4 separate regions of the Mus musculus genome follow, and regions 2, 3 and 4 are each linked to region 1. The links are chromatin contacts, called in public HiChIP or PLAC-seq and promoter capture Hi-C maps. All regions are on one chromosome and are shown on one strand. Each heading gives the region's core, a stretch centred on a gene start, on an enhancer-like site or on the middle of the called end of the contact. The rest is flanking DNA. Distances are from core to core; before and after follow the strand shown.

Region 1 (5,218 bases), core at 2,583-5,082:
TTTCTGTTTTGTCTTACTATTTTAATTTAAGATTATAATATAATTATATTTCTCCATTTCTGTTCCTCCTGCCAAATCCTCCTATCTACCCATCCCTGCTCTCTTTCAATTCATGGCCATTTATTTCATTATACAACTATATATATATATATATATATATATATATATATATATATATATATATATATGCATATAACATATATGTTCCTAAGAATAACCTACTCAGTCCATATCATGTTAATTGTATTATGTCATTAAGGTGGGTCATTTGATATTGGATAAACAATTAGAATCCTCATCATTTGGAGAGATTCCTGCTCCCAGTATTCCTAAGATGCCCATGGTTCTGTGTGCAGGGCTGAGCCCTTGTGGATGCCTCCCCATCCACATGGAGATGTTCACTGCTGTTCTTTCTAAGCTCTCACTTTGACATTCATGTCAGTGAGATTTTATGATTGTATCTTCTGGCATTACTAGGAAAAACAATCTCACAGCAAACTCCCTGATATTTCTATCCCCTCTTCAAAACTGTTCCTGGGACCTTAGGTGCAGGAGGATTTTGAAGATTTATCCACTGAGCAGGCCTCCATAACTCTGCATTTTGGTTAGTTGTGAGTTTTTGGTAGTGGTCTCTGTCTATTGTAAACAGAAGTTTCATGATGAGGAGTAAAGACTATACTTATTAGTGGATACAAGGAAAAAAAGGTTTAGATTTTGGTGAAGGTTTAGTAAAGTGGTTTTAGGTTCTCCTCCAAGATTCATGACTTCAACAGCAATGAGTAGGTAGTGAGGTTTCCAGGACCAGCCTTGGATTTTTTTCTTTTCTTGACAGTGTCTTAAGACCAATTAGAGAACTGTTGGTTACCACCAAGGTGTGCTTGCCACTACTGCACCCTTAGAGTTCTTGCTATGGTACCATGGTGATCTTTGATGTGGTTCATAGGCATCATACCTCTGCTGATTGGCTTCCCCAGTTTGAATGTGCCTCTGGTATCATAAAAGAAGGAATTTGCTTTCTTTTAGGACAGACTCTTTCTGTATATTGCCACCGGTCTGAACTCACTATGAAGACCAGGATGACCTTGACCTTGACCTAGAGTTCCCCTTGTTTTTGCCTCCTGAGTGCTAGGTTTAAAAGCTAACATAACCAGCTATACATAACTTTTTCTTATTGTGTCTTGACAACTACTCAAGGTAACTGTGCAACCTAACTGATAGACATGAGTAATGAAGTGGATCTTTTTTTATTAGATATTTTCTTTACTTATATTTCAAATATTATCCCCTTTCCTCATTTCCCCTCCAAAAACCCCCTATCCATCCACCTCCCCCTGGTCTCTAACCCACCCACTCCCACTTCCCTGTCTTGGCATTCCCCTACACTGGGGCATAGAGGCTTCACAGGACCAAGGGCCTCTTCTCCCACTGATGTCCCACAAGGCCATCCTCTGCTACATATGTGGCTAGAGCCATGAGTTCTTCCATGTGTACTCTTTGACTGGTGGTTTAGTCCCTGGGAGCTCTGGGGTTACTGGTTAGTTCATATTGTTGTTCCTCCTATGGGGCTGCCAACCCCTTATGCTCCTTGAGTCCTTTCTCTAGCTCCTCCATTGGGGACCCTGTGCTCAGTTCAATGGATGGCTGTGAGCATTCACTTCTGTATGTGTCAGACACTGGCAGAGCCTCTCAGGAGACAGCAACATCAGGCTCTTGTCATCAAGCACTTGTTGGCATCCACAATAGTGTCTGGGTTTGGTAACTGTATATGGGATGGACCCCAGGTGGGATAGTCACTGGATTGCCTTAAGAAGTGGATCTTATTTCTACTATTCCACTTATTTGGAAACAGAACAATGAGCAATGAGACTGAAACTGTAACAAAAATCCTCCCACCACCACCACCACCACCACCACATAAGATGACCAGAGGAGCAGATTGACAGGAGTTTAGCAAAACTTCAAAGAAGATCTAACCACAAAGCTATTTAAAGTACTTCTTGACACAACCAAGGAAGACTTCTTGACAGTTTTATCTGATATAAAACCATATATGATACAACTAAAAAGAAATTACAGACTGATGTGGTCATTTAACGTTTGTAATTATTGGCTATTTCACACATGCAGACATGCCCACACAAACACGAACACACAGTGTTTGTGCATGTGTCTGTGTGTGTCTGTGTGTGTGTGTGTGTGTGTGTGTGTGTTCGTGTGTGTGTGTGTGTGTGTGTGTGTGTGTGTGTGTGTGTGTGTGAAGTGCTGCTCACTCTCATCTGCCACTCTGCTATTCTAGTCCACAATCCGAAAAATTCTCTGTTGTGTTCATCTCTAGTCATATTACCTGGGACTCACTGAGATGAACCAGAGCCATTTGTGAGACTGTGTTTTTAAGGGCTATGTCCTGGAGCCTGATGTGCAGCAAGTCTAATCCTAGAGCCTACACATACCTGTGAATGTATTTTTCCTTCACCAAAGTGATTGGTGTCTCCGACACTTACTACTTTCATCTACTAACCTAGGTAGGCCTAGACCTGGATGCTTCTAGCCTCTGTACAATCCAAGCTAGGCCTAGAATATATTCAGCTTCTGAGACTTGCTGCTGAATAATCTCAACCATTTTTAGTTTTTGTTTTTGTTTTTGTTTTTTTCTAATCTCTTGCTGGCTGGTTCTTCTCAGCTGTTCTGGCTCAAGCTCTTCTCCAAACTCACTGATTCAATCTAGCTTTCTCTCCTTCTTGGCCTCCACTGATTGCCTCTACTTGGCTTCACACTAATTTTGGGAATATGTTCTGATCTTCTGGCTCTTTCTCACTCTCTGGCTTGTTCTTTCTTCACCTGTGTGTAGCTTGTTCCCTCTTCAACCTGTCTCTGTAAAACTCTCCTGATAAAAACTGCCTCCTTCCTCTCTTACTGCCCCTTACATATCTTCTCTTTCCTCCCTCTTCTCATGAGAGTTGGGCATATCCTATTTTGTCAGATCTTTCTCTGATTTCTCACTATGTCTACCCACCAATTAGACATCACTTTCAGACAAGGGAGCTTCCTTCCACAAACTAACTTTACCTTCATTGTTTGGGATTAAAGGGGTGTACTAAGGGTGTGTTTGTATTCCAGCCAGAGGGATTAGTGTGTGTTAAGGGCAGAGCTACACGATAGCACAATCCCAGATTCACAGTGTGATCAAATATCCTGCAACACTTGGACAATATCTGAGGGGAAAAGTGTGCCTTTTAGTTTTCCTAGATTGACTGTGGCCTTGTGTGAAGCTAGTACTTGTAAGTACAGTTGTTGGTTACTGGTTACAATCATATGGAGTCTAGAGAATGGTCTTTCCTTTTCTTTCCCTTATTTCTTAACACCTCTTCTTCCTCAGTATTCCCAGACCTATAGATGAGCTGGTTTAACGTCTTTTTTTAGGACTAGAGCTATATGTACCTTACTTGTTTTCTGCATCTGGGACAAGGAAAATCTCTGGATCCACCAGAAATCTGTTTTACCTCACAGCACCTTTAGCATGAGTCACAGAAGACAAACTTGTTTCTGAATCAGTACTGACAAGACCACCATCTAGTGGAGAAAGCAGTACATCGCGGGATGAATTCAGCTCGGGACTAGTAGCAAAGGGCTGACCACTGACTTCCCTCAATCTTTTCAAAATCTAAGATACTGATATGACCCTCCCTAAGGCAAAAATGCCTTAAGGAAAGACAGCCAGGGCTGGGGTGAGAGGGACTGTCTTCCACGGGGACGGGCGGGGCCGCTCACCCGGAAATAGAAGGTGGATGTCCATTGGGTGGTGGTTGCGGAAGTGTATAGAGTGGGCGTGGTTAGAGGTGTGAAGTAAAAAGATGGTACACTGAGTGAGGCCAGACAAGTTGAGCTGAAAAGGCTAAGTCCAAATGGCGAGGGCCCATTACCTGAAGGAGCTGTAGGTCTGCATCGTGTGAGATCGAATGGTGCGGAGCTGAGTATAGAAGACACAGGTTGGGGTCCTGTGAGGACCCAAAAACTCCCCTATGCCGCAGATGCCTTGAACATCCTGGAGTCAGCAGTCTGTGGCTCAGCCGGGGAACCGTAGCCCGGCGGGTCTGGAACCTCCCAGGTCAGAGGAGCTGCGGGGCTGGGAAACTAGGGTCTTGGTGGTGGTTATCCGGGGGGCGGGGATACTGCCTGGCCCAGTAAGAGGGAGAAAAGAGAAAAGTTGAGTGGAGTCTACAAAAGTAATTAAGGAAAAGAAAGCCCCGTCCTTTCCTATGTTTGTGGGCGCCACGTGACCAGAACCGGGGTTGTAGTGGGCGGGTTTAGAAGAGCTTCTTTAAAGATCAGAGCCCCAGTGACAACAACAACAACAACAACAACAAAAGGAGACACAGTTTCCTGGCTGCAGCCTAGGAGAGTCAGCAGTGCAGCACAGGAAAAGACAGCCAATCGAACCTGGAGCTTCCCAAATGTTCTTATTAAATAACCTAGAATATTTGAATTTATCTGTTGATATTTCAAATGCAGTTCACTTTGTTTAGGTGAAAAGGACAAAGCTCTTGAAATTTACATTCATCCATCCTAACTCTCCTGTTACACCCAAGGACTTACTTGGTGACTTGGCATCCCTAGAGAGCGTTTATATACTAGTCATAAAAGCAATGGCTGCAAATATAATAGAATCCAAAAGTGTGCACTAACACAACTGTTCAAACTGTAGGTTGTTGTTTTGTTTTGTTTTGTTTTGTTGTTGATACTTGACAGTGGTGTGACTGTGAACTTCTTCCAGGAAAAGGTGGAATGCCTTCTGAAAGGTCAGAAGGTTTTTATATAGAGACTGGATACTGCAGAATTACAGCAATCTGGTTTTTGTACGTGAGAATACTTTGCTTGCTCTCTCCCTTATTCATCTTCAGGGTCCTGGAAAACAAGTGTGCATTGTGTGATCCCTGCATGACAAAGTCTTGCTTGGTTCATGCTATATTAAGAATCTCACAAGTGTATAGTGCTGTCATCACAATCATTGAGTTCCATTTCTTCCCGTCAGTTTTAACTGAGTTGTGATTGAATGTGGGCTTCCAGTTATGCTAAATGGAAATGAGTTCTAAATATTTATATCACTATAAAATCCTCTCTTTATCTACTGAGCACAGTACTGTAGTAGAAATCCATGTGCTTTCTGATGAATCTCGTTCTCATGTACATGGCTCACTGATCACCCACATCTGCTCACCTG
Region 2 (5,192 bases), core at 2,390-4,889, 320 kb after region 1:
TTTCTGTACCTACTTTGCTGGCTGTGTGTTTTTTCTCTTCAGTCTTATGAGAATTTTACAAGAACGAGGAATTTGCCACAGATGTAATGAGAAACCAAATTTAAGGATGGATGAAAGGACAGTTGCCATCACCTTTATAAGCATGTTGGGAGTGTGCATTTAAGAATAAGTCAAAATACTAGTGGTGGGGAGGCAGCAGAGAGTTTTGATTGTAGAACATAGGCATAGAACATAGTCACTTTTATCTTGATGTCCTAAACATTACCGAACATCAATAGATGATTGGAAGTTTTATCTGCAAGGAAACAAAAAGGAATAATTAAAACATATAGTTTTGTTTCTTATTTTGATATAGCATGATTTACTAGCTAAATTTTCACTCTTTCATACCCGTAATTCATCTGTATTTTTTTCTAGGTTTTGGCCACAAAACATTACTTATGGATATTTTAATTATAACTCACAATTATAACATGTGAGATGTGGATGATAGCACAGGTGCAACTCCATTGACTGCTAGATGCATATTTAGAGTCATGCTCAAAACTATAGCACATAATGTACAAAAGTTTTTACATTTTTCCAGTGCATGAGCTTTTGCCTAAAAGATAAAAATCATTTGAAAAGTTTCAGTAATTCTATTTTTACACTATGTGCCTATTTCAAGTACATATTTGTATATACACTAAACGACATATGTGAACCTAAGAATATATTAAAGCATATATCTCCCTGTGTTCATGTGTATATACACACACACATACCCACAGAGAGCACATATGCACACCATAAATACTATATTTGTTTTATTTTTTATTAGATATTTTCTTTATTTACATTTCAAATTTTATCCCCTTTCTTAGTTCCCCCTCCGAAAATCCCCTATCCCCTCCCCCATCCCCCTGCTCCACAACTCACACACTTCCATTCCTGGACCTGGCATTCCCCTATACTGGGGCATAGAACCTTCACAGGACCTAGGGCCTCTCCTCCCATTGATGACCGACTAGGAAGTTCACCATGTGTTTTCTTTGATTGGTGGTTTAGTTCCAAGGAGCTCGGGGGTACTGGTTACTTCATATTGATGTTCCTCCTATGGGGCTTCAAACCCATTCAGCTCCTTGGGTACTTTCTCTAGCTCCTTCACTGGAGAACTGGCGCTCTGTCCAATGGATGATTGTGAGCATCCACTTCTGTATTTGCCAGGCACTGGCAGAGACTCTCAGGAGACAGCTATATCACGCTCTTATCAGCAAGCTCTTGTTGGCATCTGCCATTATGTCCCGGTTTGGTGGTTGTTTATGGGATGTGTCTTAGTCAGGGTTTCTATTCCTGCACAAACATCATGACAAAGAAGCAAGTTGGGGAGGAAAGGGTTTATTCGGCTTACACTTCCATACTGATGTTCATCACCAAAGGAAGTCAGGACTGGAACTCAAGCAGGTCAGAAAGCAGGAGCTGATGCAGAAGCCCATGGAGGGATGTTCTTTACTGGCTTGCCTCCCCTGGCTTGCTCAGTCTGCTCTCTTATAGAACCCAACACTACCAGCCCAGAGATGGTCCCACCCACAAGGGGCCTTTCCCCCTTGATCACTAATTGAGAAAATGCCTTACAGTTGGATCTCATAGAGGCATCTCCTCAACTGAAGCTCCTTTCTCTGTGATAACTCCAGATGTGTCAAGTTGACACAAAACTAGCCAGTACAGGATGCATCTCCAAGTGGGGTAGTCTCTGGATGGTTGTCCCTTTAGTCTCTGCTCTGAATTTTGTCTCTTTAACTCCTTCCATGGGTATTTTGTTCCCCCTTCTAAGAAGGATTCTGAGATTTTGGGCTAATATCCATTTAGCAGTGAATGCATATAATGTGTGTTCTTTTGTGATTGGGTTACCTCACTCATGATGATATCCTCCAGATCCATCCATTTGTTTAAGAATATAATAAATTCATTGTTTTATAGCTGTGTAGTACTCCATTGTGTAAATGTACCACATTTTCTGTATCCATTCCTCTCTTGAAGGACATCTGAGTTCTTTACAGCTTCAGCCTACTATAAATAAGGCTGCTATGAACATAGTGGAACATGTGTTCTTATTACATGTAGGAGCATCATCTGGGTATATGCTCAGGAGTGGTATTGCTGGATCTTCTGGTAGAACTAGAAAACTCATTCTCTAGAGAAATTATACAAATGCAAAGAATGTAGTAAATCCTGTATTGAATTATCTCATCTTAAAAGGCATTACAGAATCCATACTGGTGAAAAGCCTTATAAATGTGATGTATGTGACAAATCCTTTAACCAGTGCTCAAGCCTTAAAACACATCAAAGAAGTCATACTGGGGAGAAGCTTTACAAATGCAATGCATGTGGAAAGTCATTTCCTCAGTTGTCAGCACTTAAAAGCCATCAGAAATTGCATACAGGAGAGAAGCCTTATAACTGTAAAGAGTGTGACAAATCCTTTATTCACTATGCCTCATATAGAAGGCATCAGGAAACTCATTCTCTAGAGAAATTATGCAAACACAAAGAATGTGGTAAGTACTTTCTTGAGTTATCACATCTTAAAACACTTTCCAGAATCCCTACTGGTGAGAAGCCTTACAAATGTGAGGTATGTGACAAATCCTTTATCCAGGACTCACATCTTAGACGACATCAGAGAGTTCATACTGGAGAGAGACCTCACAGATGTAAGGTGTGTGACAGATATTTTGCAAAGGGTTCAACTCTTCGAGCACATCAGAAAATTCATACTGGAGAAAAAAACGTAATAAAGCAATGATTGTGATATACCCTTTATCTAGCATACAAGTCTTAGAAGACATCAGAGAGTTCAGATTAAAGAGACCTTACATCTGTAAAGAATGTCACAAATCTTACTCGGTGCTCAACTCTAACAACACTTCAGAAAATTCATACTAAAGAAAAAAATACCCTTCTAAATAATGTGCCAGAGCATTTATCCGGTCTATACTTACAAATCACACCAGTATAAATAATATAAACATAAATATCTGGACATGGTGGTATAGAACTTTAATCCCAGCACTTGGGAGACAGTGCCAATTGGATCTGAGTTTTGAGTTTCAGGTTTTGGCTTGCCATTTTGTGTGTGTCCGTTGGGGATCGGACTCTGGCCTCTGAATTTAACCTGCTATTGTTTGATGTATGTAGCCCACAGGCTGCTAGTCAAGTCGAGACTATCTTGCATCTGAAAGGTTCCGAATCAAGAGTGTGGGGCAGGTTCTGGGGTGCAGTGTCCTACTAGATCCAGTTCTGGTCAAGGATGGCAGTGCTCATGGTGAGGCTGCGCAGAGAATGTGCAGAGCAGCCTGGCGTCTGGAGCTGTGTGGAAGGCAGCCTGAGACGGAGTGGGAGGGACCGGTCTCCACGGGGCGGGAAAACTGGTCTAGAAAAATAGAGCGAAGAGAAAACTAAAGCCCGCATGGAAGGCCTGGAAAACTCAATTGGACAAGGGATTTGAACCAGTGGGCTGGGTCAGAGAACCTACGTAACCGGAACCTATCTATAATAGGCGGACCCAAAGGCGGCTCCAGTGGCCGCAGGAGGGAGGGGCCGGAAAACCCTCCATTCTCTGAGAGGAAATCTTTGTTTAAGGGCTGGACGGCCGACACTGGCCAGAGTTTCAAGTAGATGTGAAAACTTCCTGCAGCCACTGGAGCCTCGTAGAACGGTCTGGGAGACTCGCCGGTCCGCACCACAGTGGCGGGAACCGCAGCCCGGCGATCCTAGCATCTCCCAGGTCAGAAGAGCTGTAGTAAACAGGTAGGAACTGGACCAGGGGCATGTTCAGTTTTCTGCTGCTCATAAGGATACCGTTTTCACAATTCTGGTGAAGGGTAATACCCTTGAAGATAAGTTTGAGAACATATGAAATGGGACACATGCTGATTTTACCATTTATCCGTGGTTTCCAGAATATTCTCAAGACTGTATCCCTTAGACTAATTGAGTTTATGTTTTGACCATTGAAAACACTATTCTTTTTGCTGTTATGCAAAAACTAAAACTGTTGGCATTTTCTAACGCCCTTGGTCTACCCGTTTCGTATTCAAGAGAGAGGAATTTGACATGGAGACTTTAAGGTCCCAGAGAGCTTGTTAACTACCAGCCCCATAAGGAGTAACTGCAGATTTTGATCAGTTTGTGGATTTTTTTTTTTTTTTTTTTTTGCTAAGCTACACAGTTATGTTTGTAAATTTTAACAATTCTTAAATAAAGGTTTTACTCATCACTCATTTTGCATTTGAGATGCATACACGCTGATGTGAATATAACAAATATGTGTTCTTATGCTGAGGTTTTAAGGCACACCTCAGGAGTCCAGAGAAGTACAGTATGCATGTTGAGAGTGAGGATAACAGGCCACACTGTTTACATTAGAAAACAGTATGTAATGGGACAAAGTTAGAAAGTATCTTTTCTGATGCAAGAAACACTCTGACAATGGACAAAGGGCAAACTGTTGCTTTGTAATTTCAGGGTTGTTGACATGCGGTGAACTTCTCTCAGGAAGAAGAGGAAATGCCTGGACCTCACTCATAGGGTTTTGTACTGAGATTGAATATTGCAGAATTGCAGCAGTCCTGTTTCTGTGAGTAACAATAGTCTCTTGCACTTTTCCTTGCTCCTCGGGGTTCCTGGGGAAATTACTCTGCATGTGTGTGAGCTGTGTGTGAATGAGATGAGCCTCACATCTCACAGAAGAAAGTGAAAGCCTCAGAGAAAAAGACAAAGTTTTCATGAAATTTCATCTGTTCTTCATGTTTGTTATTTTGGGATGTGTAAGGCTTCTTTCGTTTTTGTTCCATGATGAAACTAGATACTCAGTAGTTTATAATATCACTCCAGTAATACAGATTCATTTTTTTCCCTTGAGTTTTGATTGAGCTATGATTAGAAGTAGGATTCAAGTTATGGAAACTCAAAATGCTCCCTGAATATTTTCAGCATGCTGACCCTATGTAACAGTTGGGGGATCATTTGTAGAACCCTCTGTTCCCTTTTCTGTATTTCTGCTGAGCATAGTACTGTGTTAGAAATCCTGGTACTTACTGAAGAATCTCTCATATGCAGGGCTTGCACTTTTCAGCTACACCTGCTTATCGTCGAGCAGGACAAAGTGCCCTGGAAGGTGGAGAGAGAGGCATCAGTAGCAAAGGATC
Region 3 (5,164 bases), core at 2,131-4,630, 350 kb after region 1:
TTAGGTCAGTGTTGCGTGCACGCGCACGTGTGTGTGTGTGTGTGTGTGTTTCTTATCACAGAAATAAAAAAGAAAGACATGGGGTCTCACCATGTAGCCCTTATTGCGTCCCGCTCGACCGGCAAGAAAGACGCAACAAACCAGAATCTTCCGCGGCAAGAGCTTTATTGCTTGCTTCTCAGGAAGATCCCAAACCGGGAAAATGGCGCTGCTTTTATAACCCGCAGCGTGACGTTTCAGCACCTGATATGGCGTGACAGCTCCTGGTTCGTTGCTTGCCCATCACCCCACTATTACACCCCGAGAATGGGAGTGACTAGGAGTGAATTCACTCTTGCACCTGCGTACAGGACTTGTTTACTAGTTAGGCACAGCGGAGGCCCGCGCCATCTTATAATGGCGATTGCTCGCGGCACACACGGCTCTCCTCAGAGATTACTGGCAGCACGCATGCAATTGCTCGCAGCACGTACCGGCTCTCCACAAGCCCTGTTTTGTTTTTGTTTTTTGTTTTCAAGACAGGGTTTCTCTGTGTAGCCCTGGCTGTCCTGGAACTCACTCTGTAGACCAGGCTGGCCTCAAACTCAGAAATCCGCCTGCCTCTGCCTCCGGAGTGCTGGGATTAAAGGTGTGTGCCACCACCGCCCGGCATCACCTTGAACCCATGGAGATCTGCCTGCCTCTGCCTGCTGAGTGCTGGGATTAAAGGTATGTGTCAGCCCATCAAATAATAATAGTAGTAATTACAGTAATATTTTGGTTTTCTGAGACAGGGTTTCTTTGTGTAACCCTGGCTGTCATGGAACTTATTCTGTAGCCCAGGCTGGCCTGGAACTCAGCGAGATATGTCTGCCTCTGATTCCTGAGTTCTGAGATAAAAGGCATGGGCCCCCACCAGCTTACTTTAGTAATTCTTATTAAAACATGAACTGCATATTGAGCATTTCTGGTCATTAAGAAGATCCATGTTCTTATCTTGTCATTTCTATATATTTCAGTGGCTGGAGGTATTGTGCATCTTTATTGTTCATTGTGGTCATTTCAAGCACGCATTACTAAATAATACAACATCTAGCAGTTCATTGGTGGTAGAACTCAGCATGCACAAACTGAGGATTTTCCTGTATGTTCCAGAATATGTCAGTAAATAACAGTTGACAAACTTTATATGGTCATCATCTGTCTCATCTGAGACCAGTACTGTGAGAAATCCTTGTAATTTCTGAATAAATCAGGAGTGGCCATGTGCCTCTTTCTCATACCGTGTCTAAGGTAGACCAGGAGCTAAACCAAGAACCCTGGGCTGCAAAGAACGGGGAGATAGTAATCAAACAAAGAGTCAGATTTGAGTGGATGAAAGAGCCCAAGTAAGGAGTTCAGTCAAGTTGAAAACATACTTGAAAATGATTTTTCCTTGCTGTTTCTCAAGAAACAAGTCTTCTTTTTCTATTTAACTTTTCATTTATTTTGAGGATTTCATGAATGAGTATTGTGTGTTTACATCATTTTCACCTCTTTTAACTGTGTGTGTGTGATTCCTGGTGAGTCAATTTAGTGTTGTGAGGTACATGTATTTATGGATAAACACTTGGAATTAAATAAACGATCAGTTTTAGAGATTAGAAGGTGTTTGATAGTTTTCACTCAGGAAATTGCCAAGTTTTCAGTCTTGGTCAAGAATGATGTGTGGTGGCACACACCTTTAATCCAAGCACTTGGGAGGCAGAGGCAGGCGGATTTCTGAGTTTGAGGCCAGCCTGGTCTACAGAGTAAGTTCCAGGATAGCCAGGGCTAGACAGAGAAACCCTGCCTCAAAAAACCAACAAAACAAAACAAACAAAACAAAACGAATGATGTGTAATGTAATCTAGGGTTACTGGTTTTTGTTGTTTTTCTTTAATGATATCTCTTCAGTTTGTTGATCTATATTTTGACTAAAATACATGGGCTATAGTTTTTAAAGTTTAAAAACTGTACATATTTGTTTTTAATAAGTAAAACAGTATTTTTAGTATAACATTGAAGCTAAATGGAAAAATATCTTGCCTCTAATTTGAAGCACTCATATTTTATTATTTCAGCATGTGAGAAGCAAAGGATAATTACTTGGCTTATTTTGTGAAATTGGTAACTCAGTGGGATGGCTTCCTTGGGAATCTTTTTCCCTGGGGGATATAACCCCCAAATATTTTACTTGATTTTTTTTAACACAAATTGTATGTTTGTTCTATTTTAGATTTGATCAGTCCAACACAAGTAGGCAGCATTGTAATTAGAGTCCTATTTTATGTGTGTTGATGCTGTGTTCATAAAATTTAGCCACTTAAGTGGCTGAAGAACTTAACTTTGTAGTTTCTACGAGAGGCACTTGGCCACGGAAGTATTTGTTTATGTTCTGCTTAAAGAGCAAAAGGGTTTTGTTGTCCCAGTCAGTAATGGGAATGACAAGGTTTTCCCATGAAGAACAGTGTCTTTACCCAAAGCAGTATGTGCCTGATGTCAAGTAAAGGGTGGGAGGGTCGAATTCCTTTCAATGTCTGTAAAGAAATTGATGCCTGCCAATGTGCTGTCAGAAAGCCTTTAAACAAAGAATCCCAAGATCAAAGCATCAAAGATTCAGGATGTTGATACTCCACGCGACCTGTGACATAAACACTGAAGACATATTGCTCTGAAGAAACAACAACAACACATACACACATAGACACACGCAAAGGGACATGCACAACGTTTACCAGGAAAATTAAGGAAGTCAAAAATGCCAGGAACAGATTACCAAGAAATATAGCCTATGTTTACTGAGAGCTTCTACTTTTTTTTTTTTTTTTCAAGACTGGATCTCGTTATGTAGCCCTGGCTGTGCTGGAACTCACTCTGTAGGCCAGGCTGGCCTTGAACTCAGGCCTGGCTCTGCCTTCTGAGTGCTGAGATTTTACAGGCTTGCAACACTACTGCCCAGTGAATTTCCTTTTTCCCCGTTACTTCATATTAAGTTTTCCTTAACACCTGGCCTTATTGGATTCATCTATTTAGTCCTCATTTTTCTCTCCACCCTTTGCTTGTGATTTCTTGATCTCCAGTCATTTTGTTCTGTCATTTTTAAGTTTCGTTCAGATATTTGAACCCTTTCTTTGGGCTTTCACGCCATTGAACAGTCTCTAGAACTGTTTTGTAGTCTGCCTCTAATTTGCCGTCCTTAGAGAACACTGCCCCCTTTTCACCCTTTCCCATGGCAATTGACATTTCTTAAGGTGTCTGCCGCCCAGTGGGCGTTGGATACTTGCAGTTTTCAGAACAACATAGCTGGGACCCTTGGGAAAGTAAACGGAACAGGAAGTAGGTGGGCGGGATTGGGTACGGTGAGAGGACACTTAATAGTGGGTGGGACCAGAGTAGGCAACATATTCCCAAAAGCGGGAGAGGGCCTCAGCAAAACTCGCCTTTCCCTCAGAAATTTCCGGGGACACCTAGTGCAGAATCTGGGCCAAGGACACTGCCCAGGGTCTTGCGGAGACGTGAAAACTCCCGAGAGCCGCAGGTGCCGCGCGGGGCATCCTGGTAGAGTCAGCAGCGCGGCGGCGGAAACCGCAGCCCGGCGGCCCTGGAACCTCCCAGGTCAGAGGCGCTGCGGGGCTGGAGCGGAGTAGGGTGTGATCGGTTTCTGGGCTACTCATTAGGACTCTGCTCTCATGAGCTCCTAAGAACTGGACAATTCCTGACTTTTTTTTTTCTTGTAAGGTTTTCAACATATTCTCTTAAAAATCTCACAATTCTCTTTGTTAGTTCGGAAAGAACAAAACACTTTAAATTATCCAAGCTTTTCAAGAGAGTAGCATTTAGAGCTGGTGGATTGTCAACCTAAAAAACTTGTTAGATATTAGTCACATAAGGATCGACAGAAGAATCACAAATATATTTTCACAAACTCCACAGTTATAGTTGTAATCATTAATATTTACTCTGTAGAATTTTATCACTAACTTGACATCTGAGATGCACACATTCTATGATGTAAATACAGTACTCAAAATCTTGTATTCCAGGTGAGGGTCTTAATGTTACATCTTAGAGTCCAGAAAGTCACCTTATGCATGCTGAGTGTGAAGATATCAGACCCTACAGTATGTTCAGTGACAAAGCACCACAGTAGAAAGGACCTTTGCATAACTGTGGCTGCTTACTTACTTCAGAAAACAGTCTCCAATTCAATGTGCCCTTGGTTCATAACCTGCACTTTACTCAAGGGCAGGTGGCCAAAGTGTTGCTTTTTATTTCAGGATTTGTTGATCTCCAGTGATGTGGCTGTGGACTTGTCCCAGGAAAAGAGGGAATGCCTACACTCTCTTCACGGGGCTTTTTGCATAGAGACTTCATGTTAGAATTAAAGTGGGATAAGGTAGAAAAGACCATTTATTTGATACTGAATTACTGATTTATTGAATGATTTACTTAAAGCACTGCTGTAGTGTTCTGCAACTTCATCTTGCTACTTGGAACAGAATGACCTGGAGAGGTGGCGGAAACAAAAGTCTTGCCCTTACCTACCTTACCCGCAAAGCTTACATCTGTCAGCTGTAACCTGCATTTGAAAAACCTCCAAGCTAACTGCCTTGATGCTTCAGGGAAGTCCTGCTTACTTTCCTTCTGGCCCCACCTTGTGCTTATAGACTATAAAATGCATATAGGAACTGGCCTGGAGACCAGGCCTTTCAGAGCTCTCCCACCTTTGGTCCATCTGTGACATCTATTCTTTCACTGGCAGTGGTGTCTCAGAGTGCTTATTCTAGAATGATTACAATAGAAGCACAGCCTTTGGTTACTGTGTGTGAGAAGAGTTTTCTGGATCTATTATTTTCTCATCCTCAATTTCCTTCTCAAAGGAAGGGGCCGCACGTGTGTGAGCTCAGTGTGGCTGAACTTCACACCACAGCTCATTACAGGGAGAGATTCTCAAAGCAGGAAAGGACATTGTTATGAAGTGTTCTTTACTCCCCATGTTTCTCATTTGGGGAAGTGTTGGGTTTCTTTCATTTCTGCCCCATGGTAAATTCAGAGACTCAATAGTTTAAAATATTGTCATCCCAATCATGAAGTTTCATTTCTGCTCTTGAGGGGTTTTTAATTTTAAAACATTTTGTATTTGCTTGTGTGTTTTTGCTTACAT
Region 4 (5,382 bases), core at 2,194-4,693, 270 kb after region 1:
ACAGCGGAAACATATGCGAAAGTTTCCTTATAATAACAGCTATCCAGATAAGTGCTACCTAGGCCTTAACATTTTTCTAGGCCTTAATATTCCATCTAGGCCTTAATATTTTACCTACATCTTAACAGGAAGCTTGCAGGCTGATTCAGGTATCATAAAAACTATTCCTCAGAAAGGAATTTTCTTTATTTTGAGGAAGGTCTCTCTGTGTATTGCCAGCTGATGTAGATTCTCTATGTATACCAGACTGGCCTTGAACACAGAGTTCCCCTTACTTTTACCTCCTGAGTTCTGGGATTGAGGGCTTGCATGGCCTTGCCCTATTATACATTACTTTTCTGATGTCTTTGTTTGTTTGATTGTTTGTTTTCAGAGACAGGATTTCACTCTGTAACCTTGGCAGACCTGGAACTTACTCTGTAGATAAGGCTGGATCTAAACTCACAGAGACCTGCTTGGCTAGGTCTGAGTGCTAGGATTATAGGAGAGCATCACCATATTCAGCTTGTAATGTCTTGACAGTACCCAAGGTAAAGGCACAAACTACTTCATAGGAGTGAGTTAAGAAGCAGATGTTATGTTTGCTGACATTAAAGACTTCTGTTATATTAAATTGTAAGCTCTAATTGAAATAAATGAGTATCCAGGTGCATATAAAATACCAATTGTAAACAACATGAAATAAATAATATAAAATAGACTACAGGTAGCAGTGTCACTCGAGCAACTATACAATGCAACCCTGAAAACAATCCCAAGACCACAATGACAGGATTCTATCAGAACTTCAAAGAACCAACAATAAAGCAGCTCAACATTTAATAATTCTTGACATAAAAAAGCAATACTTCTTATGAATTTTTGAATAATTCTTTGATCGTGAGGTTTATTCTGTTGCTATGGGTTGTAGTGCTAAATACTTGCCCCAAGGTCTTATTGCTCCCAGGGACTAAGAAATACACACACCAAATAATGTTATGTAAACTTGCTCCTTAATTTAAAACTATTATTTGAATAAAGATGTCAACAGCCTGTAGTTGGGTAGAAGGGAGGTAGTCAGGTTTCAGTTCCCAGGCTTGTAATCTGAGGCAGAGACCATGAGCAGAGAGGTAAAGAGAAAAGAAGATGCCTTGGGTTAGATGAATAATGAGACAGTGGTCACGAGGACGGACCAATTGGATAAGAGTAGCCAAGGAGAAAGGTGGCAAATTATATCACGGAGGTATTGACAGAAAATAAACAAAATTCCTTAGAGGGTTGATATCTGCTCAGCTCTAATGCTTTAAAGCTTATTATAAATATAAAGGTTTTGTGTTTTTTATTTGGGAAGTAAATGATCTAAGGCAAGGTAGAAACTCCCAATTAATATTTACTACAACATTTGGAAAACCAACATGTGACACAAACTTCCTTTAATCTAAATTATTTCAGTTTTGCAGATAAAAGGCATGTTATCCCTTTAAGATAAAAGCCATGATGGCAGCTAGGAACGAAAGAGAAATGATTCCTTGCCAATGTTGGGTTTTCCCCTAGCTATGTGGTCAGGGTTCCGAGTACAGGTTAGAATGCATGCTGTTTTGCTGAGCGTGATTCCAGGGTTTCATATCTCAGGCTAAGAAAGAAAGAGCTGTGCCCCCCAGAGCTGACAGCGGGCCAGGCAGCAGAGACCATGGGCTACAAATCATAGGCTTGAACGCCAGCCCTTTCCTAGACACTGCCTCTGAACCATAGCTTTTTAAGCTGGGGACTGATGTTTGCCTAGTCAGGGGTTCGGGGGTTGGAGGTGCAAGGCTAAATGCCTCTGCTGTGCAGTTAGTCCATCAATCACTCTAAGAGCTGGCTGCATGCCTCCTGTAGCCAATAGTTACAGTGAGTCACCAAAGTCTCCATAAAATGTGGGGCTCCCACAGGGAGACTAATGACAACTCCTGACTCTTGATATTAGCTCTTTCTAAAGCAGATAATGAGTCCAGCATGGTGGCACATGTCTGTAACCTTAGCATGCTAGAGCCAGAGTAGGTTCATCTCAGTGAATTCAAGGCCAACTTATCTTGCAAAACAACAACAAAGTCAACAAAAACAAAAATCCCATAAGATACTGATGCTACCAAGCAATAAATTACAGACTGATGTAATCATTTAAACTGTTGCCTTTAAAAACAGGTTTACATGGCAAAATCCTGTCCTGAATGAATGAATGAATGAATCCTCCCAATCTTTCTATTATTAACTATTTTACACTCACATATACATGTATATACACACAGAATGTGTGTGTGCATTTGTGCGCTCACATCAAATACTGCCCACTCTCATCTCCTACCTCTCCACTATCCTGGTTCACAATTCCAACAGTCACTCTACTGTGTCCATATCTATTCATATTGCTTGTGATCCACTGAGATGAACCAGAGCCATTTGTGAGACTGTGGGTTTGGAGCCTGATGTGTGCTGGACCCTGATATGCTAAAGGCACATCACTCTTCTAGAATCTATGAATCTATCCATAGTCAACATCTGAGAGGTTGTGTGTGCCATTCCCTAACCTACACTGACTGTGGTCTTGTGTGAGGCCAGTGCACATAAAGACAGCTGCTGTTGGTTACTGATTACAATAGTTGTATGGTCTGGAGAATGCTGTGTCGTGTCTTAGCCTTTCCCCTCCTTTTTCCCTTCTTATTTCCTAACCACCTCTTCTTCCTTGGTGGTGTCCCCAGAGGTAGAGATTGATGGTGTAGCTGACGGCTTAAGTTTTACTTATTTTCTCTATCAGGATAGTCAAGAGTCTCTGCACCCATCACTCTATTAAAAAAGGAAGGAAAGAAGGAAGGAAGGAACGACAGAAGGAAGAAATTCTATATTTTCTCTCAAAGGACTTTAAGTATGAGTCATAGAAGGCTAATGTCTTTCTGAGTTAGTGAACTGGCAAGTCTGCCTTCTTGTGGTGAAAGCAGTACACTGCGGGGTGAATTCTGCCTTGGGCTGGTAGCAAAAGCTACCAGATCTCTGACTTAAGTTCTTTAAATGTCTCTCCCTAAGTCAGAATTTCAGTATTTTGGCTTCTCATGTTTGTGTGTTGGGATGGGAGAGCCTGTTGCTGTTTGGTATGAACTATGTAGCCCAGAGGCTGGTTGTCAAGTCCAGGTGTCAGGCTATCTTGGATATAAAGGGTTCAAAACTCACTGTGTGTGTCAAACATTGGGTGCACAGCCTCCTAGCAGGTCCACTTCTCACTTCTGGTCTAGGCTGGCAGCAAGCATGAGGGGAGACTGTTCAGCCTGACATCTGGAGCTGTGTGGAAGGCAGCTTGACACAGAATGGGAGGGAGCTATCTCCGTAAGGCGGGGCCACTTACCCGGAAACAGAGGGTGTGAGGATGTGGCCTGTTGAGGCGGGTGTGTGATGTAGAAAAGTGTTCAGAGTGGGAGGAGTTAGGGGGTGACGTAAACGGAAGCTGGGAACCGGCTGATGAGGCCTGGGTAGTTGTACTGAGAGCCAAAGCCTGAGTGTCAATGACCTGTTCAGGTGCAGAGCAAGCAGGCCTGCACCGTGGGGAATCATGTGGTGCAGACCTGGGGTCAGAACACAGGGTGGACTTCGGGGAAGGTAAAACTCGGGGCTGACGTGGGCGCCGCGCGGGGAATGGTGGGGAAGTCTGCAGTGCAGCAGCTGGACCCGCCTCCCTACCGCCCTGGATCCTCCCAGGTCAGAGAAGCTGAGGGGCTGGGAAAGGGGAGGGAGGGGACCAGGCTGTGATCAGTTTCTCTGCTGTTCCTAAGGAAGCAAGCTCTGAAGTTTTGCTGTGGGTTTCTTCCCTTGTCAACACAATTTTAGGTCATATGAACTGAAGTAATCCTGATTTGTTTTTTATTGTTCACCTGATTGCCAAAATATTCATAGTAGAGTGGTCTAGGAGAATATTTGAATTTATCTTTTGATGCTTGCAAAACAGTTCTCTTTATTTAGGTGAAAAGGACAAAGCTCTTGGAATTTACATTCATCCATGCTAACTCCCTTGTTATACCCGTGAACATACTTGGTGACTTGGCATCTGCTGAGAGCTTTTAGACAGCAGTCATGAAAGGAGTGGCTGCAAATGTAATTGAATCCAAAAGCATATTTTTTTGCGAGTTTCATAGATATGGTTTTAACCATTAACATTTAAAAGTAAACTCTATACCCACCATTACCTTTCCTTCGGAGACATGCACTCCCTGATGTAAATGCAATATTCTGCTATAAATGCACCAGGCTTGTTGGCATGCATCTTTAATCCCAGCATGGGGGAGGGAGGACAGAGGCAGGCAGATCAAAGAGTTGGAGACCAGCCTGGTCTGCTTGGTGAGGTCAGGATAGCCAGAGCTACATGATGAGCTCCTGTCTCAACAACAACAAAAAACAAAAGGACAGAAAGAAAGAAAGAAAGAAAAGAAAATCGTGTTTTTGTGCTGAGTTCCTAGAACCTGGAAAGGCACAGTAGGCTATTTGAGGGTATAGGTCACAGTATTTTCACAGTTTGCGCATTATAAACCAGGTGGTATTGGCACACGCCTTTAATCCCTACATTTGGGACTAAAGGTGTGCACCAGGACAAGGACTTAAACTGCTGTTTTGTATTTTGTGGTCATTTCTCAGCCACTGGTGTGACTGTGGACTTCCAGAAGAACAGGCAGTGTCAGGACCCTTCTGGGAAGGCCTTGTTGCAGAATTTCAGCACTCTGGTTTGTGTGGGTGAGAACAGTTTGCTTCCAGCCTCCCTTGTTCCTCCTCAGGAAGAGGCAAGTTATTCTGCAATTGTGAGATCTTTGACAGTGTAAAGCTTCCATCCTTTTTTAGTCCATAATAAATTCAGAACCTCTCTAGTGTATCATATTCTCATCCCAGTCATTCAGTTCCATTTGTGCCCCTGAGACTTGACTGAGCTGTGACTGAAAGTGAGGTTCAAGTTACACTAACTGAAAATGCTTCCTAAATATTTTCAGTATTCTGACACTGCATGAGAATTGGGGGATCGCCGTAGAATTTTCTTTTTATCTCCTGAGCACAGTGCTGTGCCAGAAATGAAGGTGCTTGCTAAATACTCTTTTTCTCATGTGCAGGGTTCACTGATCACCCAGACCTGCTTATCTGTGGAAACCTAGAAGGTGGAGAGGGAGGAGACAGTACCTAAGGATCCAGGTATGTTGGAGGATTGGTGAAAGGATGGCAAGGGATTCAAGTGAATGTGGAAGTGGGACATGAAATCAGTTTTGCCACTTTCTGTTTCACTAGAAATAATTCTGGAGACTTCCACTGAGACAAAATCACCTCAGAATTGTCCTACAATTCTTCCTACACAAAAATTGAATGCTAGGAGGCAAATAAAATTTATTTGATTGTGCA

What was found. Promoter capture Hi-C pulls out the DNA fragments that hold promoters and counts their contacts. HiChIP or PLAC-seq counts read pairs in DNA pulled down with a chosen protein or histone mark.
Region 2: a promoter capture Hi-C map of pre-B cells shows a contact between it and region 1. The contact joins the promoter of Zfp760 here to the promoter of Zfp677 in region 1.
Region 3: a promoter capture Hi-C map of pre-B cells shows a contact between it and region 1. The contact joins the promoter of Zfp229 here to the promoter of Zfp677 in region 1.
Region 4: a contact with region 1 is called in an H3K4me3 HiChIP or PLAC-seq map of bone marrow-derived macrophages, with 4 times the contacts expected there. The contact joins the promoter of Zfp983 here to the promoter of Zfp677 in region 1. A contact is called at or near these places in 2 of 39 promoter capture datasets (hematopoietic stem and progenitor cells and pre-B cells), 1 of 15 datasets of contacts at CTCF or cohesin (the NIH/3T3 cell line), 2 of 115 datasets of contacts at active chromatin or transcription factors (bone marrow-derived macrophages and memory CD8 T cells) and 3 of 9 other capture datasets (adipose tissue, liver and pancreatic islet).

The regions. Positions count from the first base shown.
Region 1 is chr17:21,379,916-21,385,133 of GRCm38.p6, forward strand. Zfp677 (zinc finger protein 677) reads left to right here and starts at 3,833. Exons shown (of 4, transcript NM_172486.2): 1 at 3,833-4,105.
Region 2 is chr17:21,704,102-21,709,293 of GRCm38.p6, forward strand. It overlaps Zfp760 (zinc finger protein 760), which reads left to right and starts at 3,640. Exons shown (of 6, transcript NM_001008501.2): 1 at 3,640-3,792; 2 at 4,510-4,621; 3 at 5,104-5,192.
Region 3 is chr17:21,730,344-21,735,507 of GRCm38.p6, forward strand. Zfp229 (zinc finger protein 229) reads left to right here and starts at 3,381. Exons shown (of 6, transcript NM_001164676.1): 1 at 3,381-3,615.
Region 4 is chr17:21,647,168-21,652,549 of GRCm38.p6, forward strand. It overlaps Zfp983 (zinc finger protein 983), which reads left to right and starts at 3,444. Exons shown (of 7, transcript NM_001357098.1): 1 at 3,444-3,705; 2 at 4,636-4,778; 3 at 5,100-5,178.